Regions from separate parts of the Sus scrofa genome. Here all the other regions are linked to region 5. A link is a contact called in public Hi-C and HiChIP or PLAC-seq data. All regions are on one chromosome and are shown on one strand. The core of a region is the stretch at or near the end of the contact, and the rest is flanking DNA. Distances in the headings are between cores, read along the strand shown. Region 1 has its middle 250 kb from the start of TTC8. Region 2 has its middle 220 kb from the start of TTC8. Region 3 holds the start of EFCAB11 (EF-hand calcium-binding domain-containing protein 11). Region 4 overlaps EFCAB11 (EF-hand calcium-binding domain-containing protein 11). Region 5 overlaps FOXN3 (forkhead box N3).

Region 1 (2,700 bases), core at 2-2,501, 310 kb after region 5:
ACATATTTGTTACAACAGCTGTGTTATGCTGATTAATAGAACATATATTTTTAAAATGAATTCAGCATTTCCTGATTCACACATGCACACAGCCTACCTTTCCCTGGGTGGAATATTTGCTTTGTGTGAATTGACCTTTGGGCTCAATTTTCACACCCCCGCCCAACCCTCTCCCTCACCGCCCCCCTACCCTGCTCCTTCCACCTGGCAAGGCCTTTGTTGTGTGGGTCCTGCATGTCACAACTGGTTGGTGAGTTTGGTGGAACTGCTTGATTTTATACACTATTAATTTTGCTTGCCTCTCCACTTTCATGGATCCTTATGGGTACTGCTGGCATTTTCAGGATGAGGAATGTCTTACATAGACCAGAGGTGTTCTGCTGGAGCCTGAGACACATTGCCTTGAAAGAATACCATGTTTACTCACATAAATCTAAAAAGCGACATTTGTGAGGGTGGGCGCAAGACAGAGGAGCCTGATTTGGGAGCCAGTGGGGAGCCACTGTAGGTGGGCTGGTAGGGGAAGGATATGACTGAAGAGGTGTTTTAGGAGGATGCATCTGATTGTATCACAGAGAAGACATGAGAAAGAAAATAGCACAGAGGCACAGGGAGGAACCGTGTGATAACCCAGCTGTGAAATCATACTTGGGATGGCGCCAGTAGGAATGGAGACAAACAGGTGACTAGGGGAGGCCGAAGAAATGAGCACGCAACACTCAGCCACTGTTCCCAGCTCATCAGCTGCTCTAACCACATCCCAGAGGTGCCATATGCCAGTTCACTCCTATGGCTCCACCAATACCATCTAACCTGCAAAAATAACAACACAGACGTCAAAGTTATGGCACTGTCTTTTTAAAAGACTGGTCATAAGGAAAAAAGGAGTAATTGCTTCAGTAATCAGAAATGAGACAAATGAACTACCTTCCCAGATCATTTTTAGCAGCTGAGTACTCTCTGGAGGGGAAAGAACTGCACGTCTGAGTTGGAAGGGAAAATGAAGTAAACACATTTTTTTGTACTGGAAGAGGAAAATTCGCTAAAGTCTAGGGGACTAGCCTACGAGGACAGAGAAGATGTTTTCTGGAAGCACTGAAGAGTCTCGTCTGCGTATGCTTTGCTGGAGTAACAATCGGCCCGAATCCCAGCCCAGTCCCCCTCGGTGACCTCGGCTCTTCCCCGCCCCGCCCGGGTGATTCCGGGTGATCCCGGGTCTACCCGGCTGCAGACGGAGGGCTGCTTTCTGTTCCTCAGATGCGCATGCGCACCCCTCCCTTTGCCGCCCTACCCAGCTCTCGGCCAGGTCTGGAGCGCTCTTCCCACTGGCTTTCTTTTGCCATTTACGCTTCACCTTAAAAAGCCACTTGGAGAGGACCTCCCCACCACCCAATCAAAGCAGCCACGTTCCCCCCACCACCACCCCATTATCCCCTCTCCTGTCTCCTTATTGTACTTCTCAGAGCACTGATTTCTCTCTGCTGTCCCTTCTTTTATCTACTCGTTTGCTTATTGCCAGTTTTTCCTGCTAGAATGTAAGCCCCCTGAGAGAGTACCTAGCCAGTCCGATTCCCCACAGTAGCTACAGCATCTGCAACAGTCCTACTCAATGCGGATGCTATTAAATTTGTGCATCACTGACTGACCAAGTCTAGGACCAATGAGGAAAACACTGGATGAATTAGCCACCTCCCCACACCCCCAAATAAGTTCTCTCTCCTCAGAGGAGCTTATTCAATGAAAGATTTTTCTCCCTGTGGTTACATTTGATTAAGAAATATGTTTTCACAATTATGCCTGAATTTTTCCAGTCTGGATTTCATATCAGACGGCTAGACTCTAGGAAAATGGAAGGTTCTTAATCAAGGGGAAAAAAAAATCCAAACGTTTAAAATCATCTCTTGGGGAAGGATAACCTGAAATGCAAGTCATGAGTTTTATGCATGGTCTTCTCTGCTCCTATTAGTTTTTCTCTCTTTTTAAAGTTACTCTATCTTCTTGATAGCAGCTACCCCACAGTTATACATGCATTCAAAATTCAGAAAACACTGAATCAATGAGGAGGAGACAGAGTTTGCAATCTGTGGGTCTGAGAAGTCCAAAACATCCTGTTTGTCACCACCTCTGGGAAGCCTTTTCTGATTCTTCCAGGCAGAATTGCATTTTTTCTTTCCTTGCTCTCATTTCACTATTCATTTCACTCTCTAATCACCCTGGTGTCCAGCACCAATGAGACACTTAATAGGCACTTGATTAAATTATTGCATAAATGAATACAATTTAAATTATATAAGGAAAAAAAAAAAGCTGCCAGAATTGGGGCAGGTTTTAGAAATCACCTAGGCAATGTTTCTCAAAAATACAGTCATTTGCATCTTCATCATAAGTTTTGGCATACTATTAATTCTTACAGGTTTCTTTAGCCAACCTTTCTACTACTTAAGTATGTTTATATTTTATAAAAATTAGCATCATAATCATAAATGGCAAACTGGCATGACTTGGCATCAGTAAAAAGCAATCCCCTTACCTTCAAAAACCCATGAATGAGAAATATTTTCCTTAAAATCTAGCTGGAGGTTATTTGCTGAACTGTGTTCCCCTCTCCAAGTTCCTGCATTGAGGCATTAACACTCCCTCCTCCCATCCCACACCCACAGTACTTCCGAATGTGACTCTATTGCGACAGAGGACCTTAGA
Region 2 (2,700 bases), core at 35-2,534, 340 kb after region 5:
TCTTGGCATGCATTTGATTAAACCATATGTATTTGAAGTGGAAAAAAAAAAGTTGAATATTGGCAAGTCCGTAGTATTCAACCTAAAGTTTCCCAATATGCAAGAGTTACTGTTAATACTAAAAAACAAAGAGGAGATGATTTTACCATAAACTACCAGCTCTAGGCCTGTCCCTGTTGCTTTAGGAATAGTTAGACAACTTTCAGCAGAGTCCTGGCACTTTAGGGCTCTCTGTGACACAATCCTGGAAGCATAGGTAGGTCGCCCTGTCATGGAAGAGGGGTTGCTCAAAGGCGTCAGGAAGGTCTTCTTCCCACAGAGGAAGGGAAGCCCTCTGCCCAGATACCGGATCCTCTACCCCGCACAGCACAATCACTCTTTTGAGAAAAAGCAGCTCCAAAAGTCTTCTGTGTTGTAAACATGTGTGAAGCAGGAACAATGTTTGTGGCAGAGCTGAGCACTGCCCTAGTGGAACCTGCAGTCAAAGGAAAAAAGTCAGTGATACTGATGCTGTCTTCCTTTAAACTTTTATTCACCATGACTCTTTTTTTCATTAATTGGCATTAAAGATATTGCAAAAATATGATTTATTTTGATGACTGATTTGGGGGGCACCCCCCTTGAACTTTGCACCTTTGACTTCACTGTCCTGAACTTAACCCCCACTCTGGTCTGTAGGTCTCTCTTGGAAGCTATTTTCGCTAATGAGAGGATGGACACTCCTAGCAAAAGTTCAAACTTTATCTGTAGAGGAAAAACACATGGCAATTGGGATTTACTGAGACGGCAGGAAAGGCGGGCCATCTCGCAACCTCGAAACCGCCCATGGTTCAAGTGACTCTCTTTGCTACCAATTGCCTTCTCCAAGTGAGAAAGAATAAACTAATTTCATACCTATTCAGTCCAATAAAGTGCATTGTCCTACCTCTACCTCCAGTGATAAGAGACAGGAACAGTGCACTTCCCATTGCTAAGCAACAGTCAAAACAGCCCGTGGCATCTGTGCAGGCTGACCAAGCTGATAGGAATCAGTGTCTAAAGTTCTTGTTTGCATTTTGAAGTCAACAATCATTGCTGTTCTCTATTAGTGTTCATTAAGTTGGTTTATGGCTGGACCAACTCCAATCTCCACTTGGTGATTTGAATGCCTTGTCCTCCTAGGGAAAGAAATATTTGGCAATAAAAACCCTGGGCTCCTTTCCTCTGCTCATTTCCCCTGGATAGGCTGGGAAACTGTGGTCACCATCCGTTGTTCTCTGGCCCGGGAGAACAAAGCCTCTGTTGAAGGTTCTGGAAGAATGGGGTGGAGAACGGGGTGGAGAAGAAGGCTCTGCTCGGCCGCAAGCTGGCCTCCATCCACTCCACCCTGAAAGTAGGCCAGTGGAGCAGAAGTCTCTTGTGTGAAATGAGCTGGGGCTGAGAGTACTGCCCTGCTGCCCCAACGCCAGCACTAAAGTTTCGAAAGAACCTTCTGAGCCTCCTTCATGGACTGGTGCCAGAAAGGGACACTACCCGGGGACCTGATTAGCTCCTGCCTCCCTGGCCTGGGAGTGGGTCAAACAGTGGCTCCAGTGTAATGGTAGAAAGTTCCATCCAGCTTGAAAGAGCCGCCCTTGGATGCTATTTCCCAGGTGTTGACTCACCCTGGGGATGGCTGACAGGCTGCCAGCCCCACAGAGGAGCCCGCCTGCCACCTTATGTAACCTTCCCTTCGTCCCCAGCTCTCAGGAGCCAGGTCAGCTCTGAAAATAAAACCAGCAAACAACTTAGAGCAATTAACAAGGATGTCGTGCTTCTTCCTCAACTCCAATCCCAAACCCCGTTCCACTTCCAGCACTTTCCAGAGCGGAAGAGTGGCTCCTGGCCAGCATATCATGTTTTCCCTGCTCTACCGGTGAGAATTTCTCAGGGCCGAGCTGGATAACAAGCCTGTGTGCACCCCCTAGTGTACACAGGAGCCCAGCGCCACGCAAAGTCTTGTCTGGATGAGGCTGGGCCTGGCCAGTGGGACTGTAGAGGTTTGTGAGTGGGTGGGGCTGCAGGGCCTAATTCCACAAGGTCTGGGTCAGGTAAGAGGGAACCATGTTTACACACCTGATTCAGTTCATGACCCAGCAAATTGTCCTTCTTGCGTTCTCGGCCCTGTTTTCTTCTGATTCGCATCTCTTCTCTGCTGGCTAGGAAGCTTTCTGTGCCTCCCTGACTGGGGGGACGTGAGGATCTAGCGTCAAAGTCCCGTCATCTCCTTGAGAAGATGTAGCATGGCCTTGGCTTGTGGTTAATACGTGTGGAAGCCTCGTTGTTGTAAGATTAGAAAGTAATCTAGTAGTTTCTCTAAGAAACTCTGAAAGTCCAAAGTCATTTGTTTTGCCCTGATTCCCAAATAGCACACAAGCTGCGGAAGGCTGAGAAGATCCAAACAGCCCGTTCATTTTCTCATCATTCTGTTGATCTTTCTCTGAAAGATGCAGAAGAGAGTTTAGGTAAACGTGAAAAAGAATCCGTTCTCAGTATAAGCCAAGGTAGTATGGGCACGGGAATGTGATGTGGGTAGCAAGAACCATGGGAATCTGGAATTCCTGTTGTGGCTCAGTGGTGATGAACCCAACTAGTGTCCATGAGGATGAGGGTTTGATCCATGGCCTCACTCAGTAGGTTAAGGGATCCACTGTTGCTGTGAGCTGTGGTGTAGGTCTCAGA
Region 3 (2,700 bases), core at 197-2,696, 480 kb before region 5:
CCCCTCGGGATCCGCCTCCAGCCCCACCAGGCACTGAAGAATTCGCGAAACCCGGCTGCCCGCGCACCAGGCCAGAAGGAGCAGAACCACGAGCCCGGTTCCCGCAGCCACCCGGGACCCACCAGAGGCCGCGGAACCCACAGCCTCCATACACGCACCTGAAGCCCCCAGAGCGCGCAGCCGCCTGAGCCCCCGCCCCTTTGCAGCCGCTCGCGCCTGCGCGCAGTTCGAACCCTCCGGGCCGCGGCGCGGGTCTCGTGGCCCTGCCCCTTCCCCTTCCGGGCCGTCCACCACCGGGTCCTAAAGCCCGCTGGATCCCGAGAGGTTGCAGGGGGCTTCCTCAGGAAGGGGCGGAGAGACCTGCCCTCCCCTAGGTCTCCTCTTACTTCCCGGCCACGTCTCCTAAAAGGGGGAGACAGAGAAAGAAGTGTTTCCCCCAGTTCTTCGTTGGTTAATTAGCAAAACTCATCCCCTCTGCAGGAATTCTCGTAGCCTCAGGTTGCCGGATCTCGAGGCAGAGAGGTTTATTTTAAAGGCAGCGAGAGGCTCTCAAGGTTCAAGGAAGGGAATGGCTGAGACCGGTGTCCTGGGAGGAGCGGGCTCTCCTGGGGCGCAGACTGTAAAACCTGCTGTAAAATAAAAGGTTAAATGAGCTCCCTCAGGCTCAACCTCGAATGCCTGTTTTTTCGCAGACACAGGCGTGTCTGCTTCTGTGTGTGTGTGTGTGTGTGTGTGTGTGTGTGTGTTTGAGTGTGAGTGTTGTGGGGGGGTTGTTTTTTTAATCTGATTAAACCGATTTACCAGGAGAGGGGGCTGAAGTAACTCCTTTGCAAAATGGAACCCTCGCCAAATTCCTTGCCTTTGATAAGGATATTAGCTCTGGCATTTGAGCTCAATGGTGTTTTTTATTAATTATTCTCGGAGTTTTCTTCAAACCAGGCGCCTCTCCTAGAGGACTGAATTGAATAACTTTGGTTCGTTTACTGAATGTCTGCTTTGTGCCAGGCACTATGCTCCAGCGCTAGGGTCATCCAGAAGAACAGAACAGACAAACTAGCTACCCCGAAGGGCTCGACCCCAATGACTTGCTGATCTGCACGTGAATCTTGGACTTGACTTGTTTGGATTGGCTCCTTTTACCTTCTTTTTGTGTCTCCTATAATGTTTAGCATAGCGTCATTGAGAAAAATTATCGAAAGTAATTTACTGCAAGGTATGGAGGCAGAAGATGAAAATAATCATGCAGGATACGCTGAAACACTACCTAGCTGAGCTGGGTCCCCAGTCGCGCGCCAAGAGTTAAGGGGACAAGAGGGGCGGAGCCAAGGCTAGAAGCCGGCCTGGAGCCTCTCCGCCATAGGCTGTTCCAAGGAAACGTTATTAAACAAAACCTCTGGCCAATAGAACTGCGGGATCAACGCCGGTGGCTCGCAAGATGTCCAATAGGAGAAGAGGTTGGAGGTGCCCTGAAAAGTTCAGCTTCCTGAACTGCGGTGGGCTTGGCAAGCGATCTCCGATAAAGAGGGCTCTGGCCTCGGAGGTCGTGGATTCACCTCTCTGGACTTGAGTGTGGCAGTCGCGATGTTTTTATCCCAGGCTGGGGCCCAGCCGCGGATGTGGGAAGCCAGCCCTTCGGAACACAAGAAATGGGTGGAAGTAGGTGTCCAGAGGGCTGAGTCTCGGACTTTAACTGGACCTGGGGCTCTCACTTCCATCACCCCGCCTGGCCCTATCTCGGCCGGGTTGCACAGATAAGGACTGTGTCTTGGTTAATGGCTGAGCCTAGGGCTGCAAGCCTTCTGGATCCCGGTCCAGTGTTCTAGCTACTTCCAAGTTCCTTGTTTTCCTTGTGACATCGTCTATTTGTGATAAACCTGTAATCTGCATCTCTCCTCCCGCCTTTCAAAGCCAGTCGCTTGGCCTCACCTTCCTTAATCCAGGATTTACTTCGGGTTAGAATTTATGCCAGGGGTTTAAAGGAATTAATCTAGCGATTAAGTCGTTTGCACTTTTTGGCGGGTAAATTTTAGCGCATCCTTAAGATTTCTTGAGAATTAAAATTAGGTAATGAAATTCCATTTCTGAGCCCTACTCCTCGGCTGAGTTTTAGATTTGGGAGGTCTAACTTAATATGTAAGTAATAAAAATAATAGAAGAAATAGTTTCTGCCTTATTAACTAAAGATATTTAATGTTCTTTAGGTATTTAAAGCATGCGATGAAGATAACAAAGGCTATCTAAGCAGAGAGGACTTTAAAGTTGCTATTGTAATGCTGTTTGGTTACAAGCCCTCCAAGGTAGAGCTTTCTTTTGTATTTGGGGCTGGGGCAGACAATGCAGTAGTGGGTGGATTCTAAATAATGTGCGGAGGGCCAGCTTGGGATGTTTATAAAGCAAACTGCTGCCTTCTGAATAATTTCAGAGATGTATCCAGTGCTATATTTTTCTTTCTTCTTAGGAACCCAACTCAGGGATGAATTAGAATCCATTAAGACTAAGTCACCACCAAGCTGCTAATTATAATAAGTATGAGATTCTTCTGGTGGTTTTAAGAGGGAAGCATGGGAGGGGGATGTTGGTAACAGGAGAAATTCTCAAAGGACGTGACATGCAGGGTTTTTGTTTTTTGTTTTCTTAAGTTAAAAAAATGCTCCGTTTAAATTATAAAAACAATGCATTTAATAGTCAAAAAATTAAAAC
Region 4 (2,700 bases), core at 62-2,561, 440 kb before region 5:
TTAGAGTGTGGTGCCATTCATTCTGCTGGTTACCAGTTCGGCATGACAAGTGGCCGGATATCCTTTTCATAGACACCTTCTATCCACAGATCGGTTGTTTGGGGGAAAAAAAATTGGACCTAGTTCTTCAGGAATACTTATTTCCACAAGCTGATGTACAGAAATCAGATGAGCCCCTATGGTTCAGTTGTGCTGTCTCTACACTGGCATCCATTGCTAGATGGGTCTCAGTTAAATAGGAGGGAAAGCGCAATGGCAGTACATATTCACATGTTCATATATCAGCATCCATCTCTGAGTCAGGAATCTTGATGAAAAAAAGATAAAAATTTATTTATTTATTTATTTTCTTTTTAGGGCCACACTCATGGCATATGGAAGTTCCCAGGCTAGGGGTCCAATCAGAGCTACAGCTGCCAGCCTACATCACAGCCACAGCAGTGCTGGATCAGAGCTGCATCTGTGACCTATACCACAGCTCACGGCAATGCTGGATCCTTAACCCACTGAGCAGGGCCAGGGATCAAACCCTCGTCCTCATGGATACTAATTTGGTTTGTTACCATTAAGCCACAACAAAAACTCCTCAAAAATTTTTAAATGTGAAATTGCCTCCTCAATCATTTTTAGTTCCAATTAAATTAATGTCTTTTGTGGACACTGTAGGCAAGCATAGTATTCAATACCACTTAGTTGCTATCTCTCTCTTACTTTCTAATTTTCATTTAGTTCTTAGTCTTTGCTTTTTAGTGTGAGCTTATGGTAGAATAAATCAAATTAGCTTTAGTGGGTAGATTTAGTTTTCTCTAATAACTTACTAAGCAAAACATACCTTCTTCTTAAGTGAAAAAGCCAAAGTGGATTATTTTTTATTTGACTGACAAGGAAAGGCATTTCTAATTTTATTTAGTGATTGAAATAAATTGCTTTACCATAAATTAAACGTGAAATATCTATATGATCTTCTTTTAATGAACAAAGCCCACTGAGAGCCAAGCACATTTGTAGTTGGTCTCTTTAGCCAGTTGGTGGTGCTAAAAATTCTGATAAGAAATTAACTGAAAGGAGAGGAAGTTAGCCCAGAGCCTTTCTTAATAAATGTTGTCTTATTAGTTTTTGAAAAATTAGTACCAAAAACGTATGCCCAAATTATTGCACCTTCTAAATTTAGGAACTAAACCGAGTATCTCTGATGGACGGCAGAGTACATTTCTAGTAAACTTCTGTACATATGTCATTGGCTCCCATAGGATTTGCCTGTCGGAGATGGCATAGTTGTGTAACTCCCGGCTCCATTCTGGAACTCGCCCGTAGCCTGCTGGCTGGGGAACAGAAGTGAGGCCAATACTGTGTGCTAGTGCCGTATTCCTGGGTCTATTTAGGTGTGGAATTTAGAGCTAAGAAGTACTATTTTGTATTATTACTACTTTTTTTTTTTTTAACTATTAATGTGCTTTTTGTGGACTAGGTTTGTTTAAGCCTTTGTTTTTTAGTGCCTAACAAGTCCCGTAGAGCGATAGTCTGTTGCCTGAATGTGTCCTGGAGATGCGGCCAGAAAAACAGAGGACTTGGAGTTAAGACGTCAAAGGTCTGGATCCATCAGTCAGATCTAACCAAAGATGTTACTTGTACTAGTCTTAAAAAAAAAAAAAGGCCTTACTTAGTTATACTTTTAAATTTTACACTGGCTAAAGCACCTAAGTAATAGCATTTTATGATTTTATTATCCCATTGAAGTTTTCTTCTGACTTGTTTCAATCTTCCAAACATAGAATATGCTATGGAAAGCTATCAGAGTTTTAAAAAGTAAAAAAAAGTAAAAAAGAAACAAAGTCGAAAAAATGTTTTTAACAGATAATCCTAGAACTGACTTTTATGATATTATAAAGACTATTTAAATTTAAATAATCTTCCTTTCACCTAGATAAAGACTGCCTGTCAATTCAGGAAGTCAGGAAATTTAAAACCCTAGAGCAGGTTTGAATTTCCCTACATATTTCATAACCGCCCCTTGGTCACTTACATCTATTTTTTTTGGCTACACTCATGGCACATGGAAATTTCCGGGCCAGGGATCGAATCTGCGCCACGGCAGTGATCTGAGCCACACGTCACCAGATGGCAACACTGGATCCTTAACTGTTAGGCCACCAGGGAACTCCCTGTATCAGTTCTTTAGAGCTCAGTTTTCCCAGCTTGTAAAATGGGAATAGTAATCACTTTTCCCCAGAGTTGGTGAAAGATGAGATCCCGAGGGTTTGTTAGGTGGTGTTTTCCCGACACTTCCCTCCTTTGAGGCAGAGACGGTGACTCAGTTGTTTTTGAGCCCCACACGATACCCCTGGACTTAGCCAGGGCTTTAGGGCAGGAAGTCCTCTTTGTGTCCGGTAATGCCTCGTGCTCCACTAATGAAGAGATATTTCTAGGTTGTAACATTTCACAAGGATTTTGCAGACTCAGACTCGTAAAAGAGCTACTCAGATAGATCTGGTTTTCAGCTATTTGCCTGTCTATCCTTGGGGATATTGACTTGTTGGTGTGAATCTGCCTAAACGTGTAAGACTGGAGACGCAAGTATGAGATTTCCAAAAGGTAGGATAGCAAAGGCGTTACTAAGAGTTTGTTCATCCATCCATTTGTTTGCCCCACAGACTTTCACCGAGCATTACTCTTCCAGAGATGAACTCCAGGAGAGCCGCA
Region 5 (2,700 bases), core at 196-2,695:
AATAGCACAGTTTGTGAAAACAGAAGAGCTGAAATTCTTTATTTAATATTAAACAGGAAACTGAAAGCAGTCTGCAGCAATGTGGTGGGTTTCCAGCAAACCTGCTGCTGGGTTTATCTGTGCTGAAAAGCCTAAATGAGACGTTTCCCCTTTTATTCTGTTAAGATGGTGAGTGTTCATGAAAATCTCAACCCAAACACAGCCATTGGAAGCAGAGTCTGTCTTCTAAGGTTTTCAAGCAACCCGTTTCCACTAGAACCTAAGGAAATTTGGAAGCAAATTGCAAACCTCTCCAAGGGTGGAAAATGCACTTTTGTTTCGCCTTTGTGCAGGGCTGTCACTCACCCAACATGTGCATATGAATATTCTTTCCGAAGACCTGGGCTTCATTTTAAGGTCAGCCTTCAATTTTGAGAGAATATAATTTGTTGCTATTTTTAGAGCATCATGATTGCTCGTAATAACTAATGGAAAAAACTCAACAGAGAAATAAATGTGTAACAGCTGTGTCTGCTTAAACTTGATTAAAGGCAGTAAAAAAAAGTAAACAGAAGAATGAATGTGACAATAGACGGAGGGAGAGGCCAGTATCCCACATTGTGAAAAGTTTTACAGACATAACTCCCTCTCCTTTGGAGGCCGGCAGAGTCTGTGTTGAAAGTTTACTTTACTGTTTGTCTTGAGTGGGATCCGTGTTGTAGTGAATAATTTATAGGCAGCATGAATGAGCTCATTAGTCACCTTTTCAGACTTTAAATGAGTTTTGTGGTTGTCATTACTCGAGCCTTATGTTCAGCCGCCGAGCAAAATGACAGTTTGGCAGTTGGCTGCCTTGTTGTGGGGCGGCCTGCTTCCCCCCTTCAGGTCTGCGTCGCTTCGGGGTCTCATTGAAACCTTCCCCTTCTATCCCTGGGCCAGCCCAGGGACTCTCACGTTTCAGATGCCTTTTGCACCCCAAGTTTAAATGAGTTTTTTGGGGCATTAAAAAAAAAAAAAAAAAGAAAGAAATCCTTCTGTTGCTTCTGCCAGACAGAGGGAAGGGGATGGAGTGAGCTTCCCCCCACCCCCCAGCAGCTGCTGTGCATTAGGCCTTTTGTGCTTGGTTTGATACTCAAGTTCTTCAATAGCGGTAAAGCTAAGGAGTCCCTGTTGAGTGGCCCAGCCAGGCTTTCACATGGTGGCGGGCGTTTCAGGCAAGGGGATGTCACTGGAGTTTGGAAGGAGAAGGCTGTGCTGGAGTAGGTTTTCATTGTCACAGTCCCGAACACCCATGGGGTGTGGGTGTGTGTGGATGCAGAAAAGTATTCCAGCCAATCTGCCTGGCCGGAGTCCCGAGGCCAAAGGGAACCACGTTTTTCCTCCAGAGAGGTCAAGATGGTGTTTCCGGAGCCCAGCCAACTGGAGGGTCCACGTCATTGGGAAGGGCCATTGCTTCTTCCCCATCTCCACGTCTTCCCAGCCCAGATCGTTCAGAGACAGCAAATGGTTGCAGCTGCCTCCTCACCGAGCCCTTGGAGGCTTGCCTGGGAGGCTGGTATGTGGGGAAGATGAGCCTGGCCATGCCGGTAGCAGGTGGGATTTCTTTGGAACGGATGTCACGTCCCTTTGAACCTGGCCCGGGCAGCCTCCCGAGAGCACTGACGTCCACTCTCTGGGACTGGTCTCCATCCGGAAGTCAGGACTCTGTGGCATGTCCACCTTGGCCCTCGGGTAGCCTCTGCTGGCACTCCCGGTGCATGGACGCTTGCCCGGGGAGTCTCAGCCAACTGCCTGGACCACCCCGTGCTGAGGTCTCTCTGACATTAGCGATGAGCAACAGGCACTCATGGCTGCTGTCACCAACGTGGGCAGCACCCCCTTCTGGGATCCATATTGTTAGACAGCTGGCCCAGCACCGTGTGAGGCGTGGAAGAGAGATGCTTGATATTCCTCTCCAGAAGAAATGCCAACTTAAAAAGGACGCCTGGTTGTTTAGGGGCCAAATCTTTGGAGCCAGTCAGAGTCCCATGTCTTTGAGTACAGAGATGTGAGGTGCCGTTAGGGGCACCCACAGAAAGACAGCCATCCATTTGGCCACTTCCTGCCCAGCCCCCACCCCTTAAGAGGTGGAACCACTCACATGCACTCATGGCTCCTGGTTTATGGGCGCATTTTGCTTGCCTCTGAATCACAGGGTTAAAGGCACAAGCGATGCTATTTTGGGAAGGAGGAGGGGTTTCAAAACAGACCGTGCTGGTGAACTGCACTACCCCAGTAAAAGAGAGTTCACGTTTGGCTGTCATAGTACATGGATTACGTTGCTCATCTTCATAACTGAATTTTGTACAGCAGGGAAGTGTGTTGGTAATAGTTTTATTCAATGTAATGTTTACCAGAGAGTTCACCAAAGTTGGAGCTTTTATTTGGTTTTGAAAAGACCATCTGAAAGAGAAGAATTGACTGTTTTCTTTCACATCTCTCTGAAGAAAGTAAGAAGAGAGAAGTTATTTCTTGGCACCGTGAAGACTCTGGCAGACATAGTCCCTGAAACCCATGAGACTGTGGGACTTGGTGTACTTGCTGAAGGGAGGAAAAGAGTAAATGCGCTTGAAAACTTCAGAGGACGAAAAAGTTGATGATGCTACTTTTCTTTCCCAAATCTGGTTACTAGTTTGAGAGAAGGATAAAAAAAGAGCATTTTTTTTTTTTTTCTGTTAAAGT

Evidence for each region. A called contact is a pair of places that touch in the nucleus more often than the background predicts. HiChIP or PLAC-seq counts read pairs in DNA pulled down with a chosen protein or histone mark.
Region 1: a Hi-C map of mesenteric adipose tissue shows a contact between it and region 5, with 2.0 times the contacts expected there. The contact joins two enhancer-like sites. A contact is called at or near these places in 15 of 47 Hi-C or Micro-C datasets (alveolar macrophages, brain, embryonic fibroblasts and 9 more) and 2 of 2 datasets of contacts at active chromatin or transcription factors (alveolar macrophages and skeletal muscle).
Region 2: an H3K27ac HiChIP or PLAC-seq map of skeletal muscle shows a contact between it and region 5, with 5 times the contacts expected there. The contact joins two enhancer-like sites. A contact is called at or near these places in 3 of 47 Hi-C or Micro-C datasets (embryonic fibroblasts and fetal skeletal muscle) and 1 of 2 datasets of contacts at active chromatin or transcription factors (skeletal muscle).
Region 3: an H3K27ac HiChIP or PLAC-seq map of skeletal muscle shows a contact between it and region 5, with 4 times the contacts expected there. The contact joins the promoter of EFCAB11 here to the enhancer-like site in region 5. A contact is called at or near these places in 4 of 47 Hi-C or Micro-C datasets (alveolar macrophages, fetal heart ventricle, heart right ventricle and 1 more) and 2 of 2 datasets of contacts at active chromatin or transcription factors (alveolar macrophages and skeletal muscle).
Region 4: a contact with region 5 is called in an H3K27ac HiChIP or PLAC-seq map of skeletal muscle, with 9 times the contacts expected there. The contact joins two enhancer-like sites. A contact is called at or near these places in 7 of 47 Hi-C or Micro-C datasets (embryonic fibroblasts, fetal skeletal muscle, omental adipose tissue and 2 more) and 1 of 2 datasets of contacts at active chromatin or transcription factors (skeletal muscle).

What each region holds. Positions count from the first base shown.
Region 1 is chr7:110,982,027-110,984,726 of Sscrofa11.1, reverse strand. No RefSeq gene overlaps it. Among named protein-coding and RNA genes, the nearest start is that of TTC8, 250 kb to the right of the region's middle. Within about 2 kb of position 1,251, at least 48 of the 83 cell types and tissues checked have an H3K27ac peak or open chromatin away from gene starts, as enhancers often do. A contact at or near this core is called in mesenteric adipose tissue, omental adipose tissue, skeletal muscle and 1 more, where this site is marked.
Region 2 is chr7:110,949,540-110,952,239 of Sscrofa11.1, reverse strand. No RefSeq gene overlaps it. Among named protein-coding and RNA genes, the nearest start is that of TTC8, 220 kb to the right of the region's middle. Within about 2 kb of position 1,284, at least 30 of the 83 cell types and tissues checked have an H3K27ac peak or open chromatin away from gene starts, as enhancers often do. A contact at or near this core is called in skeletal muscle, where this site is marked.
Region 3 is chr7:111,765,003-111,767,702 of Sscrofa11.1, reverse strand. It overlaps EFCAB11 (EF-hand calcium-binding domain-containing protein 11), which reads left to right and starts at 1,446. Exons shown (of 8, transcript XM_021099597.1): 1 at 1,446-1,656; 2 at 2,202-2,297. The coding sequence starts at 1,582. It overlaps TDP1 (tyrosyl-DNA phosphodiesterase 1), which reads right to left and starts at 609. Exons shown (of 17, transcript XM_005666389.3): 1 at 159-609.
Region 4 is chr7:111,729,267-111,731,966 of Sscrofa11.1, reverse strand. The region is part of intron 5 of EFCAB11 (EF-hand calcium-binding domain-containing protein 11); the gene reads left to right. Among named protein-coding and RNA genes, the nearest start is that of EFCAB11, 36 kb to the left of the region's middle. Within about 2 kb of position 1,311, at least 12 of the 83 cell types and tissues checked have an H3K27ac peak or open chromatin away from gene starts, as enhancers often do. A contact at or near this core is called in fetal skeletal muscle, omental adipose tissue, skeletal muscle and 1 more, where this site is marked.
Region 5 is chr7:111,288,021-111,290,720 of Sscrofa11.1, reverse strand. The region is part of intron 1 of FOXN3 (forkhead box N3); the gene reads left to right. Among named protein-coding and RNA genes, the nearest start is that of FOXN3, 52 kb to the left of the region's middle. Within about 2 kb of position 1,445, at least 33 of the 83 cell types and tissues checked have an H3K27ac peak or open chromatin away from gene starts, as enhancers often do. A contact at or near this core is called in fetal skeletal muscle, mesenteric adipose tissue, omental adipose tissue and 2 more, where this site is marked.